2 separate regions of the Rattus norvegicus genome follow, and region 2 is linked to region 1. Evidence: chromatin contacts called from public Hi-C data. All regions are on one chromosome and are shown on one strand. The core of a region is the stretch at or near the end of the contact, and the rest is flanking DNA. Distances in the headings are between cores, read along the strand shown.

Evidence for each region. A called contact is a pair of places that touch in the nucleus more often than the background predicts.
Region 2: a contact with region 1 is called in a Hi-C map of liver, with 3 times the contacts expected there. The contact joins two enhancer-like sites. A contact is called at or near these places in 4 of 12 Hi-C or Micro-C datasets (the A7r5 cell line, hepatocytes, kidney and 1 more).

The regions. Positions count from the first base shown.
Region 1 is chr11:40,332,983-40,335,910 of GRCr8, forward strand. No RefSeq gene overlaps it. Among named protein-coding and RNA genes, the nearest start is that of Map3k7cl, 57 kb to the left of the region's middle. Within about 2 kb of position 1,384, at least 11 of the 93 cell types and tissues checked have an H3K27ac peak or open chromatin away from gene starts, as enhancers often do. A contact at or near this core is called in hepatocytes and liver, where this site is marked.
Region 2 is chr11:40,481,929-40,484,856 of GRCr8, forward strand. No RefSeq gene overlaps it. Among named protein-coding and RNA genes, the nearest start is that of Bach1, 58 kb to the left of the region's middle. Within about 2 kb of position 1,558, at least 16 of the 93 cell types and tissues checked have an H3K27ac peak or open chromatin away from gene starts, as enhancers often do. A contact at or near this core is called in hepatocytes and liver, where this site is marked.

The DNA of each region.
Region 1 (2,928 bases), core at 134-2,633:
AAAAATTAAATTAATTAGGAATGTTCTTCAAAAACCCTTGATATTGAATATGAAATAAAAACGCGACTCATAGGAACGAACCATCTGCACTTAGTGTAGGTGAACAACGGAAAAAGCCAAGACAGATGGATACACCTGAATCAAAAAGGATTTGTCAACCAAATTAAAAATTATTCTTCTAATCAAAATGGCTTCTGATTTCTTTCCTTTCAGGGAGACTGCATTAGAGTTCTCCAGAAGGAAAAACCAACAGGATGTGTGTGTGTGTGTGTGTGTGTGTGTGTGTGTGTGTGTGTGTGTCTGTGTGAAAAGCTACAATATATCTCTATATCTATCTATCTATCTATCTATCTATCTATCTATCATCTCTCTATTTATCATCTACTCATCTAGGTATCTCTATCTATCATCAATGTGTGTGACATAGGTAAGCTTGTGAAAAGGATCCCACTTGTAGGTTGTGATAGCACTCAAGCCTTGCAATGTGCAGAGCGCATCAGCAAGCTACAGACCAGTGAGTACCAGACATTTCAAGCTGTCCACAGTTCAGGAGGCTCAGGACTCAGGGGATACCCATGGCTTGTACAGAGGCACCAAGGAGCAAGACTTTCTACATCCTCAGAGAACAGTCAGCATTTTTATTTTGGACTCACCTACCCAACATAGACAGGGGACCCTGCTTACCTCAGTCTATTTAAATGCCAGCAATTTCACATGAAAGCAGCCCTGCCCAGCATAGATACATCTAGAATACTGTCTGGACATCAAGTTGACACTCAGAATTAACCACCATAAGTAGACAATCCTGTTACAAACTCTTCTGAACAGTCAACATTCTTGGCTCCCCAAGTTAAAGGGAAAGTGCCTTAGACCAATTAACTGTAGCACAGCAAAGCGAAAGTCAACTGAGTCACAGGCTGGGGAGCAGCTGCAACAATCATATCAGGTTCTGAGCGCATTCCCAACCACGTGACCCAATAGCAATTACAGGAAAACAGCAGCCTGTCATAGAAACAACTTAATTGGTTCCAGGTTAGCCAATCACACACTGGTTACAGCCTAACCAGTTAAATGTTTATAGCGTCACTAGTTAAGTGGCAGCAGGGTCTCCAGAAGCCAAATAAAGTCTAGTTGCTGCGATTAGGGTTCTATATTGATCTGCTTTACTGGGTACTGTGTAAAGTGCACAGTCCAAACCCTGTAAAATTCTGTTCAACACAGTACAGAAAGCAGCCACTGTTCATGATTTGTTTAATTCTATCACTGAGGCCACAACTAAACATTAATTATATCAAAATTTAATTAGGACGGAAGGCTTCACTACATGTAAATTCTTGCACGGGCGGCTTCGTGGGTGCTGGCTTTGTGCTGGGCACAGGTCAGTGTTGCAAACGTCAGCAAGAACAGCTGGCTCTTACCAAGGATATTACCTAGGAAGGGCAGTTAAGTGGGTTCTACCTGAGAACATCTTCCTGGATTTTTTTTTTTTTTTGTTCCTCTCATAAGAGATGGGCTTTCTGTTCTCTTGTGACTGCACTTTTAGAGTGGAAACCTACAAATGTCATTGTCAACCAGCATTGTGTTGTGGTTCTGTGATGCAGGAAATGGAGAACAAGAGGGGAGTAGTGATCAGAAGGTCAGAGAGCTACAGTAGGGTCAGCTGCAGCTCCTTGACAACAGGAGCTGAGAGAGAAAAGCAAAAGAAGAACCTGGGATACAACAGCAGTGAGGGGAAGAGTGTAGGAGAGGCAAGGTGGGGAAAGACACTCGGTTTTATCCAGCTCTGCATCGGTGAGCATGCCGGGGCTGTATGACAAGAGCAATCAAGCCTCTCAGTGCTCAGAGAAGGAAGATACAGTACGAACAACAGTATCCTTCTTGAAGTACTTGAAGAAAACAAAAGGCAAGAAAGAACTCGAGACCTTCAAGACAGTGGTGTCCCGGCTTAGCGCCAGCTTGAACTGAGAGGAAGCTGGAAGAATTCATCATCATTGCCCGTTTGTCTCACGGCGAGCTTTCATTCCTGCCACACACGCTGCCATTTCTCTGGTTACACGGTCGTGAGTTAAAGTCTCAGCCTGATGGTATTTCGTCCTGAAAGACTGGAGTTGCTGGCTGTCACCTGCACTCTCATCACCTTGTGTTTTAGAAGCTCACACAGTGATGGAAACGCTCTGACCTATCTGCATTCCTGATCGAGCCTGGAGCAACTTGTCCGCGGCTGCGGCGCTCAGTCTTGTTTTATCTTCAGAACCAACCCAGTGCTTGGCAGCCGGTCAGACTTCAGCAGCAATTTCTCAACTCGAAGAATGAATGGGAATCCCATTCCTGCGTTCCCAACAGCATTGAAGTAAGTGTTGTGGGAATTTGGTGGGTGAGACAGAAGCAGTGATGAAACGAGTTCCTGGACCCTGTTGCCGGCCTCAGAGAGACGGGAGTACGATAATATTTACAAAGGATGGTGCCACACAAGACAAGTTGCCTAATACCACACCACAGTGAAGGCTGAACTGAGCTAATAAAAACACAGAGTGCCAAACGAAAGTTAAATTTGAGTAAGTTCATACATCCCATGGGATATTCCAGACAGACTCATCGTACACATTGTTCATGGCTCACTGGAATTCACGTTTGACTGGACCGCCTATATTTTACCATCCCTAAAGGGAAGGAGATGGACTATAAGACATTACTTCTGTACCCTGCCCTCTTTTTTTTTCTTGTTTCTGTTGCCTTTCAGGGGAGGGGGGGGGGAGTGGTGAAAAGTTGACAACTCAGTAGAGACAGGTTTGCAAAGATCCCAGGATGAAATGCCAGGAAGGGTAGTTCTGGGAGAACCCTGTGTGACAAGCACCCAGTACGGCATGTTCAGAGACTGGCTGACGTTTGGCTTGACTGGTGTGTGAAAGGGGATAAGAAATGAAGCCA
Region 2 (2,928 bases), core at 308-2,807, 150 kb after region 1:
TGGCTTGCTTTATGCATCATGTGGATTGGCTCAGGCACTGGCTCTGTGTCTGTGCCCGTGAGGACACTTATGGGTAACCTTAGCACTGGAATAGCGACTCAGTAAACTAGGCTGCTTTCTCCCGTTAAGTAGGTGTCATTTTGTCAGTCTACTGAGGTTCTGAAAAGAACAGGGAGCAGAGGAAAATACACCTCCTCCTGCTTGGGCACTGTTTGTCTTTGTGCCCAGACAAGCCACGGGTTCCACGGGATCTCCGGCCTTTGGTCTGGATGCAAAGAGTCTTCAACTTGCATGTGGAAGATCACAGGACTTCTCAGTTACCACAGTCCAATGAGCTATTTTCTCAGGTTCTTCGTGCTGATGACAGATAAAGCTTCCACCTCTTTCTCTAGAACGCCTCAAGAAATTAATAAACCTGTGTGGTCGTGAACAATTGAGAGTTGGGGTCATTCGTTATTGGGGTATAATTTGACATGTCTGAACTATATAGTGGGACTTCCCGAGATACAAAGAGGCAGAACTCAGAAGACTGCACCCTTTATTGAGTGACACCCAGCAGGGGATTTCTGCAGATCTGCGGATCCTTTGGGTGGGTAGGCTTCAACTTGCCCTTGGGGGTTGCATGCTGATGCCAAATGGTGTGTTCATACTCCCCTGAAATGCCACTTCTGCCATGTAAACGTTTGTTAACTCACTCAACAGCCCTATACTCACCTTTCACCTCTTAAGTTTTCAAACCATCACGTCCAGAGACTTTAATGACAGCTGTCCATGGGCATAGAAACACCAGTGGAGAGGGAGAGAGAGAGAGAGAGAGAGAGAGAGAGAGAGAGAGAGAGAGAGAGAGAGAGAGGAGAGAGAGACAGGAGAGAGAATGTGTGAATGTGTGTGTATCTGATGAACTCTGGCTTGATTTATACGTGGTTGTCAAAAACTATCTTCAAGAGTAGAATTGTACCCTTGGAAAATCCTGGAGACCCCTGTCTTAGCCACTTTCCTGTTTTTTACATTAGGAAGTTAATCTACATGTTATATTTTAAAAAGAAGATTTGACTATTTAAGATGCATTAAAAACAACCCTCCTAATTCCAGGAGGGCAGCAACACAGATCAATTAGAAAGGCCTCATTACTTTACAGCAGTCCAGACGCTGATAGGCACAAGGCAAGGACAGATAACTAAGCCATTGCTTTAGGGAGTGGGGAGGTCAGGCCAAAGAAGCTGTACTTGAAAAACAGCTCCGAGGTGTGCAAGGTCCTGGGTTTGGTCTTCAGCTCCAGGGGATGGGGGTGGGGGGAAAGCAGCCTCCATGAATACTCTGTCTGTCCCTGTTCCGCCTCTCAGTAAAGGCAAGTAGAGGAACCAGAGCAGTTACCCAGATAATTAAAGACAAACAAAATTGGTGTTCGTGACAGGTAATGCGGAGAACTTCCTCTACATTTACTTTGCCTCTTGGGTCAGCAAGAATCCGATCTGACTCACAGAAGCAACTTCAACAGGGCAAAGGCTCTCGGATGCTGTGTAATGCTTCATAGGAATTCCCCGACTCATCAATCTGGATGTCGAAACAGCTCTGTCAGATCTCACGGCCACGTTGTTCCCACTGGCTCATGGCAAACCCCAGCACTGCTACTGCGGTGAAATTGTTAAGCTGTTTGTGAAACTTCAGAAGACACTGGGTCTGGCAGCTCCTACTTGTGACGCTGTGCTGTGCTCTTACAGGGTGGGCGAAGGAGACCAGCGGTGGCTGAGGACAGGGCAGGACGATAGTGGGTGTCACCTCCCCGACTACCACTTTGCAGAGGAGAACAGGGAGATTCACTAATCACATGAGGCAATGCAAGAATCCTTAAACGTGGAGGGAAAGACATGACAGTGTGGTGAGCTGTGAAGTGTGCTGGCAGGAGGACAAACCTGAAGCTGTAAGGAAAGTTAGGCGAGATAAGACAGTCCCCAGGACAGTCCCACCCACCTCACCTCTAGTGGCAGATCAGGGAGATGGTTCAGCACTGGAGACAAAGCCCTTGTCACTCCTTAAGATCTAGATGGCAGTGGCTGGTCATCTTCCTGGCTTGAGAGGTCAAGTTGTTAAAAACTGACCTAGCGGGGGTGAAAGGAGAAGAGGTTGAGAAGAGAGAACAGCCAGAACGCAGCGAGCCTCCTCATCTTAGCATGTGTGAGAGAAGGCCCAGCTGAAGGCGGCAGGTTGCAGGAGGCCCAGCACAGGTAGGGAATCACAAGGTTGGGCAAAGACCTCATCGACCGAGAAAAACCCTGGAGTCGCTCTGAGCCTGTGTTCATCGGAGGCTCAGTCTCGGGAATTATCAATCTGCCTTTCACCTCTACGGAGCCTGACAGCCCACGTTCCAATGCTGAACTTGGCTCCTCTAGCGCCATCCACCTTACCCTCATCCCTTCAGCAGGTGATGGACACTCAGCAAGTCTTGGAAATGAAAAGATAGATCTCCTCCTGGTACCAATCTTAGTTACGTTGCTGGTTTTCATATCCTCAGTCAGGGTGGAAGAGGCCTCCCTTCCCCAGCAAACCATTAGTTACCCTTAGAGAGTAGGATCTGGGGAGTCTGCCCAGCCCACAGGCTGCACAGGAAGTCCGGGCAGCAGAGGGACCTGGTGTGTAAAACAGGGGAAAGAGTGAAGCCAGTTGTGGACGTCAACTGCTCCAGACTCAACACTAGCAAAGTGACCCTAGGAAACAAGACTCGAGTTTGTGGCCATTTCCAATGAAGTGGTTCACCACAGTGTGGAACTCCAGTTTCATGAGATCCAATTCCCTCCCTCTACTGACCTCTGTGGGACCTCTGTGAGCACTGGGCACACATGTACTACAGAGACATAGGTGAAGGTAAAACTCTCGGGCACAAAATTACATAAATCTAAAAGTAGTTAAAAAATAGCTAGATTACATAAA